Regions from separate parts of the Pan troglodytes genome. Here all the other regions are linked to region 4. Evidence: chromatin contacts called from public Hi-C data. All regions are on one chromosome and are shown on one strand. Each heading gives the region's core, a stretch centred on a gene start, on an enhancer-like site or on the middle of the called end of the contact. The rest is flanking DNA. Distances are from core to core; before and after follow the strand shown.

The links. Hi-C and Micro-C count contacts between places; a contact is called where the count stands out from the background.
Region 1: a contact with region 4 is called in a Hi-C map of stem cell-derived neural progenitor cells, with 2.4 times the contacts expected there. The contact joins the enhancer-like site here to the promoter of OLFM1 in region 4. A contact is called at or near these places in 1 of 7 Hi-C or Micro-C datasets (stem cell-derived neural progenitor cells) and 1 of 1 datasets of contacts at active chromatin or transcription factors (stem cell-derived excitatory neurons).
Region 2: a Hi-C map of induced pluripotent stem cells shows a contact between it and region 4, with 3 times the contacts expected there. The contact joins the enhancer-like site here to the promoter of OLFM1 in region 4. A contact is called at or near these places in 4 of 7 Hi-C or Micro-C datasets (blood, induced pluripotent stem cells and stem cell-derived neural progenitor cells), 1 of 1 datasets of contacts at active chromatin or transcription factors (stem cell-derived excitatory neurons) and 1 of 1 other capture datasets (stem cell-derived neural stem cells).
Region 3: a Hi-C map of stem cell-derived neural progenitor cells shows a contact between it and region 4, with 3 times the contacts expected there. The contact joins the promoter of PPP1R26 here to the promoter of OLFM1 in region 4. A contact is called at or near these places in 2 of 7 Hi-C or Micro-C datasets (induced pluripotent stem cells and stem cell-derived neural progenitor cells).

Annotation. Positions count from the first base shown.
Region 1 is chr11:3,719,140-3,723,793 of NHGRI_mPanTro3-v2.0_pri, reverse strand. It overlaps COL5A1 (collagen type V alpha 1 chain), which reads left to right. Exons shown (of 66, transcript XM_016962039.4): 3 at 3,626-3,839. Among named protein-coding and RNA genes, the nearest start is that of COL5A1, 59 kb to the left of the region's middle. Within about 2 kb of position 2,428, at least 5 of the 24 cell types and tissues checked have an H3K27ac peak or open chromatin away from gene starts, as enhancers often do. A contact at or near this core is called in stem cell-derived neural progenitor cells, where this site is marked.
Region 2 is chr11:3,032,312-3,037,476 of NHGRI_mPanTro3-v2.0_pri, reverse strand. No RefSeq gene overlaps it. Among named protein-coding and RNA genes, the nearest start is that of PPP1R26, 140 kb to the right of the region's middle. Within about 2 kb of position 3,471, at least 4 of the 24 cell types and tissues checked have an H3K27ac peak or open chromatin away from gene starts, as enhancers often do. A contact at or near this core is called in induced pluripotent stem cells, where this site is marked.
Region 3 is chr11:2,894,398-2,899,272 of NHGRI_mPanTro3-v2.0_pri, reverse strand. PPP1R26 (protein phosphatase 1 regulatory subunit 26) reads left to right here and starts at 3,315. Exons shown (of 3, transcript XM_054658499.2): 1 at 3,315-3,665. It overlaps LOC112204408 (a long non-coding RNA gene), which reads right to left and starts at 2,954. Exons shown (of 2, transcript XR_002938050.3): 1 at 1-2,954.
Region 4 is chr11:3,295,368-3,300,123 of NHGRI_mPanTro3-v2.0_pri, reverse strand. OLFM1 (olfactomedin 1) reads left to right here and starts at 2,254. Exons shown (of 6, transcript XM_016962045.3): 1 at 2,254-2,726. The coding sequence starts at 2,577.

The DNA of each region.
Region 1 (4,654 bases), core at 1,179-3,678, 420 kb before region 4:
AAAGACTAAGGTAACCTGGGCATGGCATACTTGTAGTCCCAGCTACTTAGGAGGCTGAGGCAAGAGGATCCTTTGAGCCCAGGAGTTCGAGACCAGCCTGGGCAATATAGTGGGATCCCATCTCTACCAAAAAAAAAGAGACTCAGATGGCAAATTTTATGTAATGTGTATTTTACCACAGTAATCAAAAATTGGTGAAAATATGAGATTATTGGGCCCACAGCTGATGTCTACTAGTGTGAGAGGCCTGGGTGCTGTCATTTCCTTAAACAAGTCTGTAAACCTTACAGATGACCTGATGAATGGGGAAATTGTGCCAGTAACCTGGTAAACAGTGACAAGCAAACAGCAAGTGCACGCACACACACACCTCTTCTGCCCCCTAGTGAACATCTAGAATTCTAAACTCCATTTGCTTAAAATCTAAAGAGCAATGTACTATCATTTTACAATTCTTTAAATTGTTAAATCTCACAGGAAATATGTGCTCATTATTTAAAAAATAAAATCAGGCCGGGTGCGGTGGCTCATGTCTGTAATCCCAGCACTTTGGGAGACCGAGGCGGGCGGATCACGAGGTCAGGAGATTGAGACCATCCTGGCTAACACGGTGAAACCCCATCCCTACTAAAAATACAAAAAAATTAGCCGGGCGTGGTGGCGGGCGCCTGTAGTCCCAGCTACTCGGGAGGCTGAGGCAGGAGGATGGCGTGAACCTGGGAGGCGGAGCTTGCAGTGAGCCGAGATCACGCCACTGCACTCCAGCCTGGGCAACAGAGTGAGACTCTGTCTTAAAAAAAAAAAAAAATGAAAAGCTCTGAGGGAGTCCAGAGCCCACCCCTCAACTGTGACTTTTCTTGGAGAAATGAAACATGAAGTGTTTGACAGCCGACTCCCTCCTCCCAGAGTGCCCGGACAGCGTAGATTATAAAGTGTCAGCGTCCCAGCTCATGTCATGACTTGAATGGGCCATCTCACAGTGACAATAAATCCATTGTTATTTTGCCAGGAGAGAGATTAATGTTAAACATAATTTATCCTTTCGGGTTTTATCTGAGCTGAGAAAATTTGTTACCATAGAGATTTCAAAACTTGAGAAACGGCATTTTAATGAGCTGCAGGAGATGGGGGTTCGTGGGCCTAGAGGTGCCTTGTGCCGGAGACATGAGTGTGCGCAACTCGTTCTTTGATCTTTTAAGATGGAAGAATGACTCTGGCACTCAGGGTGGCGGTGGGGTGGGGACGGGAGCCAGGTGGCCCTTTGCAATGAGAGTGAGGGAGTGGACTCGGATGGTGACTGCGCCATCTGCCCTCGGTGTGGACAGGGACCTGAGTGCTTCAGGTGAGACCCCACCTGGCCCTCAGTGCCCCATGCACTCCCAGGGACCATGTGGGGCTGCCATGGTCCTGCTGGCAGCCTTGCCATATGGGGTCCCTACGGTGGGTGGGCATGGCAGGTCCCACTCCCTTGCCATAGGTGGGACCAGCTAAGGCTGTCATCTCCAGAGTCCCCCGCCCACATCCCCTCATGTGGAAGGATGATGCAAAGCCATGATCGCAGCAGTTTGGGAGGCCAAGGCGGGCAGATCACCTGAGGTCAGGAGTTCGAGACCAGCCTGACCAACATGGTGAAACCCCATCTCTACCAAAAATACAAAAATTAATCAGGCGTGGTGGCGTGGACCTGTAGTCCCAGCTACTTGGGAGGCTGAGGCAAGAGAATTACTTGAACCTGGGAGGTGGAGGTTGCAGTGAGCCAAGATCTCACCACTGCACTCCAACCTGGGTGACAGAACGAGACTCTATCTCAAAAAAACCCCACAAAAAAACCCAAAAAAACAAAGCTGATGGCTTGTGTCTAGACATGGGAGTCCTGAGCCAGTTCCTCTGTGAAACCTGCCTTTCTCAGATGGCCACACTAACTGTCATCACCCCCACCTGGGGCTGTCCCCAGCTTTGGGGGCAGGTGCCTTGGCCAGGCCCACCTGGGGCCCAGTCTCCTGTGGGAACAGCTGAGTCATGGCTTGGAGCTGGTCAACACAGGGTGCCTGGCCACAGCTGGGCAGCCCTGTTCCCTGTCAGTGCCTTAGTGAGAGATTCGTGACTGCAGGATAAGCCTGCTGCTGTGGCAGCTTCCAGCGCTCACGCAGGCTCTGGGTTGGCCTGTGGGGGCCTTGGAGGGTTTGCCTGGAGTAGTGGCCCCTCATTTTGCAGACCCTCAGGAGATCTCCCTGCAGCACCTTACAGAGGATGCAGAGGCTGTGACAGGCAGCATTCTCCTCCCCCTTGGAAGCCTCAGGATGCTGTGGGACGAGGGGGCCTTCAGCATCCCCTTCCTCCCAGTGTGGTATCTGCAGCTGTGCTGGAGTGACCAGGGGCAGAGGCGGTGACGCTGCTGCCTGCCTTGCCACGATTTCGCCAGCAGAGGGTGCTCATGGATAGCCGCCGTGCAGGCGCTGCTGCCGCAGATCCAGACTCTGCTGCCCCATGGGGTCAGGGGCCTCTGGGCCACCTGGTTAGCCTTTGTTCCCACTTCTAAAGAAGGGGTGGGCCTGGTAATGGATTCACGATGGCTCAAGCCCACCCGCCGGATCCCAGCCCTCCGTAGCGGTGCTGCTTGTGGGGCGGCTCCAGCAGCAGGTCCTGGGCCCCCCTTCCTTGGCATGTCCCTGTTGACATCCTGCTGGAACACCGCTCCTTCTGGCCGGTTCTGAGCAGCCCACAGCCTTAGGCCCAGCACTTTTGGCTGGCCCACCGGCATCAATTAGCCGCAGGCCCTCCATCAGCCCCAGGATCTTGGCAGAACTGCAGGTGGCCCAGGGTGAGAGCATCGCTGCCTTTGCCACCAGGATCGATGGACAGGAGGGGCTGGGGCTCCCGGTCATGCCCACGGATGAGGGGCAGATATGTGGAGTGGGCTTAGGTGCTTGTGGCTGGGCCAGCCTGGGTCTGCCTTTTAATGACCTCAAATTGCTCCTGGCGTGTGTTGTAAGAGGTAATTCCTCCCGTTAACATACTAGGGATATATTTTTTTTCTAATTTTAAATTTGGATTAAATTCTTTTGATGAATTTCCACTTTTTCTCTGTTTTGCATATCAACCTGTAAATGTCACAAAGTACAATTCTAGTGGCGGTTCGAGGCTGTTGCTTCCCTTCTCCCTTCCTCTCTCTGCTTCCTCCCTCCGTCTCCCTCCCTCCCTCCCTCCCTTCCTTGCATGCTAAGTGGTGTGACCCCATGGAGCGTACTAAGACGCCTCAGAAGCAGCCTCCCTCCAGAGGCAGCTCACAGCCCGAGAGGTTCTCCTGAGGGTCAACACACAGATGTGTTAGGCGCAGGAGCTGAGGACAGGGTGTTGAGGGCTCCCAACTGGAAGGACCAGTTGTGTTTCATGGAGGAGTTTGCATTTGCACTGAGTCTTGAAGTGGGCAGGTTTGGCCAAGTGGGAGCAGGGAAGGGCTGCAGGAGCAGTTTGATCAAGGGGCAGATGTGCAGCAGATGGCAGTGCCCCACGACGGGCAGCACAGCTTCCCAGGGTCCCGGGCTGGCTTGTTTGCAGAGAGCCATGGCTGGGTGTGGTTGGGGGGGCTCCCCGACTGCCTTCTCACTTCTGTGCTCTGTTCCAGCATCTGCATTTCCCGAGGACTTCTCCATCCTAACAACTGTGAAAGCCAAGAAAGGCAGCCAGGCCTTCCTGGTCTCCATCTACAACGAGCAGGGTATCCAGCAGATTGGGCTGGAGCTGGGCCGCTCTCCCGTCTTCCTCTACGAGGACCACACGGGGAAGCCTGGCCCGGAAGACTACCCCCTCTTCCGGGGCATCAACCTGTCAGATGGCAAGTAAGTGGGCACTTCTGGGCAACTGTCCCCCTGCTGGAGGGGGGATCAGACCAGCTCATACCACTGACCAGATGTGGGGCACAGTAGAGGACGTGCAGCAGCCGGTACTGAGACTCCCACAGACGCCGCAGCAGAGGAGAGGGTGCTGGGCTCGGAGTCCTAAAACCTGGGTTATGGTCTTGATTCATCCTCTGTGGCTCTGGGGAGTCACTTCTCCTCCCTGGCCCTCCATTACCCCTTTGTAAAGTGCACTAAAGCACATCAAATTCCCGCCTGTTTGTGTCAGAAGGGACACAGGAAATTGTGAGGTTATACCCAACCTTTCCCAGAAAGGATTTCAGGTATCCTTCAAGGACACAGGTGTGTTAGGAGTGGGAGTGAGCATGAGAAAAAGCGGGTCGTGCCAGCATGCTCTGTTGGGTGCAGACCTCAACACCAGGGGTTGTCAGTCTCCTCTTTCGTGGTCAGCACGTGTGAGGTCATGCCCTGATAATCTCCGAACGTCTTCAATACATGATTTCTGAATTCTTCGCCAAGACTTTCAGACAGATCCACTCCTTCCACCATTTCCCGTCCACATCCGGTCTTCTCTGGCTGCCTGCAGTTTGCCATTGGGGTTCAGAGGGCACGTGACGAGTGCTCTCATGCACACAGCAAAATACAACGGCCGCCGCCCTGCCATTCTCCCGATGGCTGTGACCGCACCGCAGGGACCACGCTCCCAGGGACCACACACCTGGGTCCCGAGCCAGTGCCGAGTGCTGTGTGCTCCCCCTTCCCCCTTTCACTTGGGCTCCCGGCTGGGCTTCCAGGGT
Region 2 (5,165 bases), core at 2,222-4,721, 260 kb after region 4:
AAACACTAGCCTCTGATGCAATTTATTTTGGTTAACTAGTGAAAAACCCATGTAACTTACTGAAGAGATTCGATTGAAGCATGATTTTTCAAGAAATGCTATTGAATGGCTTCTCACCGTGTGTGCTGTGGCTCAGCAGGCTCCCAGAATGGGGTGTCCCCCAGGTCCCATCAGAACCTAACAAACAGACAAAGTGGCCAGCAACAGCTGCACAGGGGCTGCACGGACGGGGTGTCCGCTCTGCTGCTGACCAGATGGGCAGGCCCAGTAAACAGCCCCTCAGTTTCTCCATCTGTGACTCGGGAGCCATCAGCAGAAAGCTCTTGCAGGGCTGTGGGGAGCTCAGTGCACCCATGAGGGCATCACAGGCACGGTGCCCTGCACCTCAGGGGTGCCCTGGGCGGGCAAGGTCTTCTTCCAGCCTGACTGCCCCAAGAAAGGGATAGGGGGCTTTGCACAGACCCCAAATCCACAGTCCAAGCTGCGGTGTAGTTTTGCTGAGAATCTGCAAATTCCTTTCTATTTTGCAAAAAGACGAGCCAAGGACCAGCACCAGAGGGGTGGCCCGGGGCCCAGGCACCCACCCAGCTGAGCTGCGGCGGAGGGCAGCGGGCTCTCTGCAAACTGTAACAAGTTGGCTCTGTGGCCCTGTCTGTCAGAGGAGGAGGCTGTTCCCAGGAGACGTGGGCTCCACGGGAGACGCGCCGGCTGCGCTCAGCGGGGAGAGGTTGTCGCTCCAGTCCCTAGTGGAGGTCTGTTTGTGCAGGAAGCCGTCATCAGCAGAGAGGCTTTTATAGAAAGCCTCACCATTCCCCCTGCACCTAATTTGAGATGAAGGAACTCATTTGCTACAGAAGGCTCTAGAAAGTGGCTGCTGGCATGGTGGCAGGTGTGTGGGGATGGGAGAGGTGGCAAGAGGTCCAGGGACCCAGGCAGGATGGCCACTTATGGGTGTCCAGGCACCCACAGCTGACCCATGGGGCCCAAGCAAGAAGGACACCAAGGCCACAGCGGGTGGAAGGGACCTGGTGGGAGACCCAGCTGAGGACAGCAGAGGCTGAGGACAGCAGAGGCTCGGCCCCACTTCCCCTGTGGTCCCTCGCAAAGCCCCTCCCTCTTTCCAGACTCCTCCCCTCAGAACCTTCTCCATCCGCCCACCGGCCAAGGCTCAGAGGGCTCTGGGGAAGGTGTGCGGGGTGGCAGGGCCCACCCAGGGTCCGGGTGCACCTGCAGGGCAGGCCCCGAGCTGCTCACCTCCCTGCTTTCCTCAGCCTCGAAGCAGCCAGGGCTCCCGGGCAGGGCGCCACAGCAGCCTCTATTTACTCCCCTGTAAAATGGGAAGAAAGTTCTCCCCAGGTGAGGCTGTCTCATGACTAAGTCAGGAACTCCAAGCTGATGCTCTGAAGCCACAGGTTTCCCTGCATCCCCATCACTAATACTGTCCTCTTTCCTACCATGGACAGGGGGCTCAGCGCCCAGGAAAAGAGCTCCACACTTTTCTAGCATCCCCTCGGGAGCTCTGGTTCCATAGAAGGAGGCGCCCAGTGTCCGATGGGGCTGAGCACAGCATGCGGCTGGGGCCCCTGTGTCCTAGGGATCCGAGAGCACACTGTTGGGCAGCAGCCCCTGGACAGGGCCCACCAGCCTTTGTGCAAACCAAGAAGGAGCTCGTCCCCTGGTACCAGGGCACCCAGCTGGCAAGCACAGGTGGCTGGACCCTGGCTCCCTCATTGGCACCTGCGGGGCCACATCGTGACCTTTGTGGGCCCCAGACACCATTCCCCCTGCACCTGATGGATCCATCGCCTTGCCCAGCCTTGGCTCTCAAGGTGACCTTCAAGGACTGCTGCAAGGACTGCCCTGCCAAGGAGCCTGGCACAGGCTGTTGGACACAACCCCAATTACTGACAGGTTCGCAAAGACACCCAAGCTGCAGGGCCTTGGCAGACGGGTAAGCAGCCTGATCTCATCCAGAAATCTTGTCCACGTGCACCTCCCGGGAGCCCTCCTTCGGAGATGGCCGAGGCCTGATGCCCCAGAAGTCACTGTGTCCAGCTCCCACCTCTCCTGCCCCTCAGCCCCTCAGTTCCTCCCTGGGAACCACCTGTCAGCTGCCCCAGCCTGGATTTGTGTTTTCACCCGGGAGTGACTCGGGGCCTCTGGTGGCCTGGGGAGATGGGGGAGCTTCCTGGGTCCAGGCACCAGCAGTCATCTCCGTCCCCAAGGAAGGCCCTGCCAAAGGGCCGGGCACCAGGCGCTCCACGTTTAGGCCAGGACTAGTTGATGGCTGCCCAGGCTCCCAATGACACATTCCCCTCCTCTGGGGTTGTCCCTGCTGGGCCTCTGTGCCAGCTGACAGCCAGAAGTCTGGTGACCGAGCCCGGTGGGGTCTCTGCCTGGGGAGGGGTCCCTGGGTTTTGTCCCCATGCAGTGGGGGCTCAGGAAGTGCCCCCCAGCTTCCTCCTGCCTCTCAGCATTCCCAGCTGCCAGCACAGAGAGGCTGGGCTCAAGCCTTCTCCAAGGCCAGTGCCACCCTCCACCAGGTCCCACGAAGCCTCATGGGGCTGGTGGAGCCACCTGCCCACCTCAGCACTGCATCTCCAGCCAGGGCTGAGTGGCAGTGTGGGCACCACGGCCTGGGACGACAGCCTGGGCTCAGAGTCAGGCTTGTGGCTTTGCCTCTCAGCTTGTGTCTCCTCCCCTGTGGGATGGGGGACTCCGTGGCACCCCCATGATGAACAGGATGCCATGGGCCTCAGCCCAGGGCAGACCTCAGTGTCCTTCCTGTGGCCGCTGCTGGAGGTGCGTGACCACAACACAGGTGTGTATTGATGTCACTTTGCATCATGCCTGCGGGGAGGGCCCTCTCGCCCCATGGTCTCGGTGGGGCCTCATCACACCTGGGAGGTAACTGAGGCATCTCAATTTTACAGATGAGTAAATGGAGGCTCAGAGCAGTTACAGGCTGAGGCTGAGACCTGGGCAGGTCTTTGTCATCTTGGAGTCCAGCGCATACACAGGGCTAGCCTCCAATGGGCTAGAGGGAGCTGCCTCCTACACCTCCCTGTCCCCAGACACACACACAGAACCCCCACATATGCACAAGAGCACGCGGCCACAGGAGTGTGTGCAGGTGTGTGCATGCATGCACGCGCATGCACACACATCCTTGCACAGAATGCACAAGGCACACACAGGCACAGGCGTGTGCACACACATGTACACACACACATGCCTGCATGCATACCTCCCGGCTCCACAGAGGGGAGGGGGCATTTCCCAGGCAGGCTATGCTTCTCCAGCAGTGAGTGAACAAAAACTGTGCTCTGGGTGCCCAGAGCCCGGCAATGAGGGGATCTCACACCCTCCAGGGAGGGGACTCGTCCCCGTCACTGTGCTGACGCCTGGGTCTCCAGAGACCGTCCTGGAACTCCGCCAGGCCTTCCTGGGCTCCAGACAGGCCCGCCACGGGCATGACGCAGCGCCATCTAGCGGACAGCAGGGCTGCAGCGTGGACAGAACAGCCGGACGCCCAGTCCTGGGCTGGCGGCTGAGGGAACAGCCTCACAGGGCAAGAGGGCAGGCAACACCTGCATCTTTCCGGCATAGGAACCTCAAGAAAAGCAAAGGAATATAAGCCTGTGTTCTTTGGAGCCACCGAAAGCTCTGTTCACATGGCAGTCGCTGAAAGTTTAAGGGAGCCACCGCCCCAAGGGGGTTGGTTTCTTTCTTCCCTGTTTTTAAAGATCTTTTAAAATGTCTAGAGAGACCCTGGGATCCAGTGCTGGACGGATGATGCAGGTTTCCGTGCATTTGGTTCTTGCCCCACCCTCAGCCTCAGCCACAGCCACAGCATGGCTCCCTGGTGGTCTCGGGAGCAGGTGAACAGGGAGATCCTGCTGTCGGTGCAGACCCCGCTCTCACGTCAGCCACTTTGCTGGGTAGGAATGAACTGAGACACTGCAGGGCACCCGCTAAGCCCACATCAAGCTCTAATTCCACAGTTATTTTGCAAAGAGGATAATGTTCCCCTGAGGACTCGCTGGATCATCTGCTCTCGGCCAGGGTGGCTGCAGGGCTGTGGGCAGCTGGTGCCTCTAGACAAGACATCTTCACCCCAAAACCCCAGGCCTGGAGTCCCAGGACCCTTTTCTCACCACAGTGACCACCAGGTGGCAGGTCAGGTGCAGAGGGGCCCTCTGCACCCCCAACTCTCAGGGGGATGGGACACCCACCACCCCTCAGGGCCTTCATCCCTCCTGTAAGTAGAGGCTTGCCTTTTGGATACCATGGCAGGGATCTCATATTCATGCCACACAGCAATTCGTGGGGACCTCAGAGATACGCGGGGAGGGCAAACAAGGCCCGCATCTGGAGTACAGCAGTGGGCTTGGCTGGAAGGATGTAAAGGGCACAGGCCGTCTGTCTCTACCCAGAGCCCCTAGAGCCTGCAGCGTCGTGCTGCTGGTGAGAAAGACAGCGGCACCATCACATGCGAGAGACAGTTGTCTGTCGAGAGCCTGCTTGGGCTCCCAGGCTCCCTCATCGCCTGACACCCCCACGTGGGGAGGGGGCGATGACCTTTCACGTAGAGGAAGTTGAAAGCTGCTTTTTTCTTTTTGAATCTCATCTCCACTCAGGGCCACACAGAGAGGCTATTGTGTGTCACTTGCTGGGTTAGGAACAGACGGATCAGGGCTTCTATGCTGCGTCTGCCTGGTCCTGGGAGAGAGAAACTCACACAACCATCTGTCTGGAAGACCTGGGCTTCTCAGGCTAGAGGGTCTGCACATGTAGGTGTGTGTGCATGCATACATATGCCTGCGTGTGGATGTCTGTGCTTCACACAAACAAGTGTACATGTGGGCATATGTGTGTGTGTGCCTGCATGTGCAGCTCTGGGTATGTGTGTGTGTGCATGCATACATATGCATACATGTGCATTTTGTGTGTGCACATGCCCCTGGGTCTCTCTGCATGTGATGCATTTGTGCATGTGTGTGCCTGTGTGCCCGGGTCTGTGTCTATATATATGCATGCATGAATATGTACATTTTTGCACATGTGTGCGTATGCCTGTATGTGCCTGGCTATGTGCACACACATGTGAATGTCTGAGCAGCTCCAGAGGGAGGGCCACCACCCTGCATGGTGGACATTAGTTT
Region 3 (4,875 bases), core at 2,066-4,565, 400 kb after region 4:
CTCCCAACAGACACTGTGTCCTCCTGCCAGCAGGGTCTGGGGCGCCTGCATCCTTGGGTCCTCCCAGGGGACTGTGGAGCTTCCTTGTGTTGGGGGGAAATGTTGCCTTCTTTCACATGAGTTTCTTTGTTTTTGTTTTGAGACAGAGTCTCCCATCCCAGGTTCAAGCGATTCTCCTGCCTCAGCCTCCTGACAGCTGGGATTCCAGGTGTGCACCACCACACTCAGCTAATTCTTTTTTTTTTTTTTTTTTTTTAAGTAGAGACAGGGTTTCGCCATGCTGGCCAGGCTGGTCTTGAACTCCTGATCTCCGGCAATCCGCCCTCCTCGGCCTCCCAAAGTGCTGGGTTTACAGGCATGAGCCACTGAGCCCAGCCCTTGAGTTTTCTTTAATTATGACAATGTAACTAATTCTGTAAAGGAAAAGAGCAACAGAGGAACTGCTGGCTTTTCTTTATGAGCTCAGACTTTGGTCCCCAGCAGGCCCTCAGCCATCTCTCCCAGGCGGTCTCTCCACTCCACATGGAGAGTGACCTTCATGTGGTCCCACTGGACTCTTTGTGCCCTTCACAGAAGGCCAAGCAGAGGCCCAGAGGGGAGCAACAGCCACATAGGGACCCAAGAGCCCACCAGAGCCCCTCGGGTGAGACGTGCAGCCCACTGCACCTGTCCCTGCTGCCACCGCCCATCCACCCATGGACAGCAGAGCCCCGGGCTGGGTAGAAAGATGCCAGGAGTCCTCACTTCCTCCATGGCGGATAATGAAGGTGACCCTGCGTGCTGATCCCCGGAGGCACAGCCTGCACAGTGAGGAGCCTGACTAGGGGGTCCCAAGGCCAAGGCCAGAGCCTCTCACAACAGGAGAGTCTGACAATGACAGACGCCCCTCCTGTTCCTCCAATGAAGGCCTCACAAGGCACTGTTGAGGCCTCCTTAGAATTTAATAAAAAAATAAAAAGCACCAACCAACCAATCTCTGAACATCAGTAGCTTCAAAAAAGGAGTACAAGTGTTCCCTGTTTTGAGAAACTGTTTATTACGTGCCACACACTCTGGCCCAGGAATCCCCCAAGAGCCCTAGGTCACACCCCTCCATGCCCTCCACTGCTCTCTTACTTTGGAATGCAGGGATTAAACTGGTGAATGATTATGAAATCTTAGAGTGGTAAAAGCTATTCCAGGCCTTACCCCAAAGCCAGAAACCACAAAAGAAAACTTGATTGATTTAGCTACAGAAGAACTTCAAACTTGTGTGTAGTAAAAAAATAAAAAGGCAGGACACAGTAGCTCCCATCTGTAATCCCAGCACTTTGGGAAGCCAAGGAGGGTGGATCACTCAAGCCCAGGAGTTCAAGACCAGCCTAGGGAACATGGCAAAACCCCATCTCTACAAAAACATACAAAAACTAGCCAGGCGTGGTGACGTGCACCTGTAGTCCCAGCTACTGGGGAGGCTGAGGTGGGAGGAAAACCTGAGCCTGGGGAGGTTGAGGCTGCAGTGCCATGATCACGCCACTACACTCCAGCCTGGGTGTACACAGAGTAAGACCCTGTCTCAAAAAAAAAAAAAAAAAAAAAAAAGGTTGAACAAACAAAAAACCAAAATCCAAAGTCAAAAGAAAAATGACAGAAAAATAAATGCAATGTACAAGAGTATATTGTACTACTGTACAATATTCTGTGTTATTGTACTGTTGTACAATACACTTTTTTTCTGAGACAGAGTCTCGCTCTGTCACCCAGGCTGGAGTGCTGTGGCACCGTCTCGGTTCACTGCAACCTCCACCTCCTGGGTTCAAGCAATTCTCCTGCCTCAGCCTCCCGATTATCTGGGATTACAGGCACCCGCTACCACACCCGGTTAATTTTTGTATTTTTTAGTAGAGACGAGGTTTCATCATGTTAGCCAGGCTGGTCTCAAACTCCTGACTTCAGGTGATCTGCCCAACTTGGCCTCCCAAAGTGCTGGGATTACAGGCGTGAGCCGCCGCGCCCGACCATACATTGCATTTACGCTCTTGTACAGAGCAGCATACGGCACAGAGAAGAGCTAAATTCCTTACGGTAACAAGCTCTTAGAATCCCTAAGAAAAAGACACACAGCCCAACAGAAAAATAAAAAATGGGCAAAGAACACAGACAGGCAATATTCCAAATGGCCAATAATAAAATGAAAAGATGTTCAACATCACCAGCAGTCAAAGAAATTAGGATTCAAGTGATGAAAAGGGGTGTTTCGCCTATCAGACTGCCAAAGACATCACGCAATGACCTATCTCAGGGCTGGCAAGAGGACAGGCAAGCGGGCATGCCCGCTCACCAGCGGGTGGACGGCAGGCTGGCCCCGCATTTCTGGAGGGCATTTTGGCAAAATGCAGCATAGTCTTTGGCCCGCCGGCCTCTTCTAGGGATTTGCCCGCAGGAAATGCTCAGAGCCGCTCTAAGGAGGCATCATGAAAGCTGTTCACCACAGCACTGTTTTAAAAACTGTGAAGCAGCATGCCAAAACCTTAACAGCCCATGTCTCTGGGAAGTCACCTTATTAATTAGATCATCTCCCCAAAGTTTGGTAATGAAAGAGTATTATTTCATGAGAAAAAAACATTGCTTTTTGAAAAAATTCACGAAGGCATTAAAACAATTCTTTAATGGGTTTCCTGACCCAAAACTGGCCCTCCAGCTTCCCAGGCTGGCATGACTAGAAGCACCCCTCCAAGGCAAGTCTCTGATTTTGATCCTATCAAATCTCTGACACTTTCTAGACAGGAACCGAACCCACAAATTCATCTCCCAGACACGTGTGGATCAGGGCCCAGGGGGCTCACAGAAGCAGCGCGGTGCCCCTGCGCACCATCTGCCCCTTCCACGAGTGGGCGCTGAGGGAGGATCCAGTCGGGTCTGCCCGTTCCCCGCCGCCCGGGGATGCTGAGCACACCCGGGCCACCGCCAGCCTCGGGCACACACCCTGGACCTTTTATAAAACAAAACTGGGAAGACTTTCAAGGTCACATGGTCAGTGCACAGCAGAAGCAGAAACAGCAGCGGCCTCAAGGTCCGGGGCAGTTCCTAGAAACTGTTCCCTCCCCCGAACCTGGCGGCAGGTGTGCTTGAGGAGCCGCCACCCCGGGCAGGTCGTGCGTCCACTCCCCGCCGCAAGCTCGGGTGGGGCAGCCGCGGGGACACGCGGGGGCCGCCCCCGACCCCGGCCCAAGGCTGTGGGGCTGGAGGGGCGGGCAGGCCGGTCTCAGCCCGGAGCCCCGCGTGAACTTCGGGGAGGAACTCGGTTGGCGCCGGGGCCCCGCACGCTCCCTCCCCGCGGCTCCGAGCGCTTTCCCACGGCCACGCCCCCCGCGCCCAGAACTTCCCGGCGACCCCGCGCCCCCTGCGCGCCCCCCGGAGGTGGCCGCGGTACGGGAGGCGGGCAGCACGGGGCTCGGCCCGGCCCAAGCGCCTTCGCCCCGCACCCCGCCGAGGGGGCCGCGTCCGAACCGGGCGGGGCGGGGCGGGGGCGTCCCCGGGGCGCGGGCGCGGCGGCAGGTGGGCGCGCTCTCGCGGGCGGGGGTCCGGCCGGGCCGCGCGCCTCCCCCGGAACTCGGCCGTGCCATTCCCATGATGCCCAGCCACGGGCACGGCTTCCGGAGTGCGGCCGCCGCCGCCACCGTCCGGTAGGTCGCGGGGAGGGGGCGGCTTGGGGGGGTCGCCCCGCCCCCCGCCCCGCCCCTCCCGCGCTTCCCACGGCGCGGCCCGGGCGCGGGGCGGCGGCAGCGGCGGCGCGCGGGGAGGCGGGGAGGCGGGGGGCCCGGCCGGACGCCCCTGCGCCCCCTCCCCGCGCCCCGGCCGAGGGCGGAGCGCGCTGGCCCTGCAGCCTCCGGCCCGCCCCCGGCCCGCCGCCTTCCCCGGGACGTGGGACGCGGGCGCAGGTGGGGTCCGCGCGGCGGGCGGCGGGGGACGGGCGGAGGTGAGCGGGTGCAGGGCCGGGGCCGGGGGGCTCGGGGGCTGGGAAGCTGGGGGGTCGGGGACAGGAGGGCCAGCCAGGCCGGGGCCGGCGCGCCGTGCAGGCCGCGGCGGGCGGGCGGCGGGGGCTCCCCGAGGCAGGCGGACGGGGATCGGCGCCGGGGCTGCTCCGTTCCCCGGGCGGGGATCCTGTCTCTGGCCTCCGTGCGACTCTCGGTCCGCGCGCCCCGCGCTCCTGGAGCCCCAGGTGAGGCGCAGGTGAGGGCCCGCGGTGGGGAGCTTGGGCCCGGCCCGGGGCGGCCGCTGCCCTCCGAGAATGGCCGCGGCCCGGCCGGCCTGGAGACTGCGGTTCACGCCCTGCGCCAGGCGGAGCTTCCGGGAGGGTGGCCGCTCTCCCGGGCCCCAAGCTCGCTAGTCCTCGGATCCCAGAAACATAACTCCGGGGGTGCAGACCTGCTTGGAGGCCCGGCCTCTTCCCTGGGGAGGCTTTCGCTCCCGCCGGGCCGAGGACCAGGTCGCCGATCCGAGCGGCTAGGGTGAGCGCGCCCTCGGGGAGGGGAGCTCCCGTGGGGGACCCTGCCCAGCCCGCAGGCCGTGAGTAGCCCAAGCTTGGGAGTCGGGGGAGGTCGGGCAGGGGCAGCCGGGAGGGGCTCACCTTGCCTTCAGTTCCCAAGCACAGGAAATGGCGGTGCAGCTTTGCTGGGGGACGCTTGTAGTGAGGTTGTAAAATTGCAGCTTCTGGAAGGCTGGGAGCTGAATTCTAGCCCACGCCCACTTCTGGGTGGCTGGAGCGGGTCCTCCTGCTGCCCCGCCCGCTCCTGCACCGGGGCTCCTCTCCCTGGCCTGCAGACCCTGGCCTCCCTACCCTGGGGGAAAACCCCACCTGGGAGGTAAGACCGCTGGCTGAGCTGCTTTTCGGCC
Region 4 (4,756 bases), core at 1,005-3,504:
GAAATAGGCTGTCACCATATGACCTTGGACAGGTCTTATCATCCTTCTAGGCCTGAGACTCCTCATCTATACAGTGGAGTCAATGCCACCACACCATGCACTTCAGTAAGGATTGGGTGCCAGGCATGGCAAAGCCCCAGTGCCACCAGGGGCGCAGCACCTGCCCCATCAGTATTCGTATGATTGTTCAGAGCTGCAGGTGTGATGAGCCCTGGCTTTAAGAGAAGTCGTGAAGAAATTGGGATTGACAGTCCTCTTTAGGAACACTTGGTATTGGCTGGCGCCATGGATCCCCTAATCCAAATGCCTTCATTCTTCAACAATCCATACTTTCCTTCTGGAATGCTCCATGGCCTTCTAAATCCAATTATACTTACTCAAGCCTTATCTGACGACCCTTTCAAAACCATTATGCCCACTGAATCACAGATTTTAGAAACTGGACAGGACAGTTTGGAGCAGGTGCAGGTTGGAGCCGCTCAGGTGCAGGTTGGAGCCGCTCAGGTGCAGGTTAGAGCAGTCCAAGTGCAGGTTAATCTTGTACTTCGTTAAATAAATAAATGTCTATGGCTTCTGAGATAGCCTGACAGTTTTGTGGATTGGATTGGGTTGCATTTGAATTTGTTCCCGCAGAACAAGTGGTCCTTGTCCTTCCGCAGCGGGAGGCGGCGTGAGTGATCTGGACAGACACAGCTTGTGGCCTTGAATCGGTGTTAAACATGCATGGCCAGAGGAGGGGGACGGAGCCAGCCCAACCGGACTTGTGTCTCGGCCTGGGCCCGGTCTGTGAGCCGGGCCTGCAGTCCCAGCTTACACTGGGAGATGGCGCCCTTCCCCAACAGTTGGAATTTCCTGGCATCCGACCCAGCCCGGCTGCCTGAGATTACAGCATTAATCAGAAAAGCAGATCTGAGGGGCTCATTTAACTAGCGGGTCTCACACCCAGCACTCAGGCCAGGATCATCTTGGCTGCAGCTGAAGTCTCTTCAGCCGAGGACTGCGCACACAGAGAGAAAAGCCCCAGGAAGGCGTTGTTCCTCTCAGGCGGGCGCCAGGGAGGCGCGCTCCTTCCGGCCCGGCGTCCGTCTTTCAAATCCCATCCAGGAAGGGAGATTAATTTTCGCCCAGGCAGAGAAGAGTGTAGTGAGTGATCTGGAGGATTCTTTCCTTCCCAAATGGCTGGGAAAGCTTAATGGAAGGCCCCGGAGGAAGTGGCTTTCATCTCCGATTAGAAGCCTTCTGTAAATGCAAAAGCCCTATTAACGTGTTTGACCCAGTCAGGCCTGCGCTTCGGGTGGGACTGACACGCGTGAGTCCTGCTGCGGTCGCCGCAGAGGGCCGGGAAGAGGGGCAGCGTGCGCCACTTGCCCTGCCTCTGGGCCTGGGCGCCATGACTCGAGCGCCACCCCTGAGTCAGTGAGGACACCCCCCAACCCACACCCCTCCACCACAGACCCCAGTCCCCGCCCCACACACCCACCTCCCCAACACCACGCTCATGGGCGTGGTCCCTTCAGCTCCTGAGGTCCAGGCCTGAGCCCCAGACCGTATGCAGCTCCTGCCGGGTGTGCGCCCTCCCAGGGCCCTCACTGCGCACCGCGGGCCACGGCGGACCACCCCAGCCCCCGCCTTGCTGTGCAGGTGTCAGGAGTGCCGGTTGGCTCCCTTCCTCCCAAGCAAGGCCTTAGGGCACCGCGGCTGCCCTGGGATCGCAGGGGCGCCTTTAGCTCTCCACCGATGCCCCGACGCCCCCCTGGCGCTGGAGGCCCTCGCGAGTCTGGCTGCTTTTCGGAGCCTGCCCTGCCTGCTGGGTTTCAGGCGACGGCCCAGGCTGGCTGGGACCCTCGAATCACCGCGGAAAAGGGCTCCAGTAGGCAGGACGGCGCCGTCTCTCTGCCGGCAACCTTTGCCCCAAAGCGGACCCTCTGCGGGGATCGGAGAGGGATGCCCCGGCGTGAGGATGGGAGAAGCCCCGGGACGGGAGGGCCGCGGGCCGTGCCCCCAGCTGGAGTCCCCGCGCCGCCGCCGGGTATTTTATGATCTGGGGGTGGTGGTGTGCCCGTCTCCTCATGTCACCCTGATCCCAACTCCTGGGCGGACTGGAGTTTGCAGACCTCGCTGCCAGCAGCCAGGGGGCGGCGGGGAGCCGAGCGAGAGGAAAAATCCACCCATTTCCTGGGCGGATTGCGTCGGCCCCGCCCGGCCGAGCCCCGCCTCCCGGCCGCGGCCCCCGCGCGCAGCCCGCGCAGCGCTCAGAGCCGGACGGCGCTTCCCGGTGGCGGCGGAGGAGCCCGGAGGGACGCAGCCGGGCAAGGCAGGGCGCGGGGCGGGCGGCGCGAGGCGCAGGGCGCGGCGGGCAGAGGCCGCCTGGCCACCTTCCCTGGCGCCCGGGGAAGGCGCGGCGATGGCCGGGGCGCGCGGGGCGGCGGCGGCGGCGGGCGGGCTGCGGCGGGCCGAGGGGGCGCGGGGACACAGCCAGGCGCCCCTGCCCGCCGCGGTGCCCGCCGCCTGAAGGCCGCCTGGGCGCGGGAGCCGGTGCCAGCTCGGAGCGGGCGCTGGAGGCAGCTCGAGGCGCGATGTCGGTGCCGCTGCTCAAGATCGGGGTCGTGCTGAGCACCATGGCCATGATCACCAACTGGATGTCCCAGACGCTGCCCTCGCTGGTGGGCCTCAACACCACCAAGCTCTCGGCGGCCGGCGGCGGGACGCTGGACCGCAGCACCGGCGTAAGTGCGCCCGCCGGCCGCCTTGGCGCGGCTCCTCCTCCTCCTCCTCCTCCTCCTCCCCCTCCTCGGTCCGGAGCCCCGGGCTGGGCGGGCGCCGCGCGGGACCCGAGTCGCCCAGGGAGGCGGCGGGGAGCAGGGCGGGCAAGGGCAGGCGTCGCGGGCCGACGCAGCGGTGGCGACCCTGCTCCCCGCTCCCCCAGCCTGGGCCACTCCATCTCCGCCCGCGCGCCCCTGGGGCGGCGTTTCCTTCGTCTGGGCCCCTCGCCGCGGGGCCGGGGGAGCTTGGTGGGTTCTCGGAGGCTTGGAGTCCTGGGTCAGTAATCATGAGCCCCCCATTGAAAAGGTTAGGAAACTAAGGCTGGGGACTTGGGGACTTGTCCAAGGTCACACTCAGCGAGTGAGGGGTGGAGCCGCCGCTAGACCCTAGTCTGGGCTCGGTCCAGCGGGGACTCTGAGCCCGCCCTAGTTTGTAAAAGCCAGACTGGCCGGACCGGGCTGGGAGTGGGGCCCCGGCCGGTGGGCTCCGGAGCTCCTGCCTGCGCCTGCATTCCCAAAGTCCCAAGGCGCCTTTTCCTCCCCAGTCCATAGGAGGGTTTATTCCTTCCCCTCCGAGGACGGTGCCGAGGGGCTTGGGTGGGGCCCCTGGGAGCCTGCCCTTGGGCGCTCACCCCCTCGCCTTTGCCTTCGTCTTCTGCGCGCACCCCTCCCTCCTGGCCTCTGAAATTGAAATCGCGTCTCCCTCTCGAGCCTAGCGGGAGGGGAACCGTGGCCAGGGCTGCTTCTGGGCAGAGCTGACTTAGATGGCTGAGCGAGGCTGAGCTGAAACCGCCACCCGGAGGGCCGCGCGGGGAAGGGGCCGCCGCCGGGAAGGCGCGCCCCAGACCACTGGCCCTTTAGGCTGAAAGGAGAGGTGAAGGACGTGAGTCTCCCTCCCTCTCTCTTTTTGCTGCCAGAGGTTTAGTGCCCTGCGAAGAGGGCTCCGTGGTGTGGCTCCCTCCTAAGACCCCTCTTGAGGCCGCCCCCCCTGCTCCTTCAGGAATCGGAGGGCGATTCCTCCATGATGACTTTGTTCCGGCCTGCCGGTCCCGATCTTCTGGGATTGGAAATGAATGAGATTAAAGATATGACTACTATAGATTCTACCCGCCCAACTTCTCCTCCCCATCTTCATGCTAAAAATAGCAGAGAGATGACCTGATGCCACCGGAGGGGAGCGTGCTCGGAGACAGTAGGGCCAGCAGCAGGATGGAGCGTGTAGGCTCAGGAGTGCCCGCCCCGGTACCTGGCAGGGCTGGGCTGCAAGGTTAGACCAGACGTGGGCAGCTCCGGTTTCTTTGGTGATCTCTGGGCAAACCTCAGGACTGAGGTTGGGGGTGACCCCTACACAGCATGTCACCAGCAATTTGGCGACATCCACCAAATGGCTCGTGGGGGGAGCCCACAAGGAGTTGGAAACCTAGTGTTTTCTCGGGTCAGTCTGTGCCACGCTGCCGGCTGGGAGGTTGCTGTAGCTCGGGGTTCATCACAGCTCTGGGCGAATAGGCTGCTGGATCTGGGGCCGTTACAGTGGGTGCTTCGTCTGCAAGTGTCAGGGAACGGCAGGGCGAGGCTTGGTGGTGCCAGCCACCGGTGCTTGACTTACGGGAAGGATATCCTGTTTCTGAAATACGTGCCCGCTGCAAGCCACCCAGCGTTTGCTTTCCTGCCTTGCTCCTAGTCCAGCCTGTGGCCTCCAGTTGCCCCTCCCATCCACCCAGTAGATCAATTTGGCCAGACGACAAACTCCAGACATCCCTTGAGTTGAACTTAAATTTTAAGAATGTAAAGGGTCTTGCCTCTTTGACATCCTTCCAGCCCTGGGCCCCCTAACAGGAGACCTGTGCCTCTTTGTTCCCAGGGACCCTTTCTTCCCTTTGGGTCAAACATGTCTTGGGACCATTTCCTCCCGTCTTTTCCTTGGGGGTGGATGTGGACAGTTTCCCCTGGTTGTTGGCTCTGATACACAACCTCATGGTCTCCCTTTCTCTCCT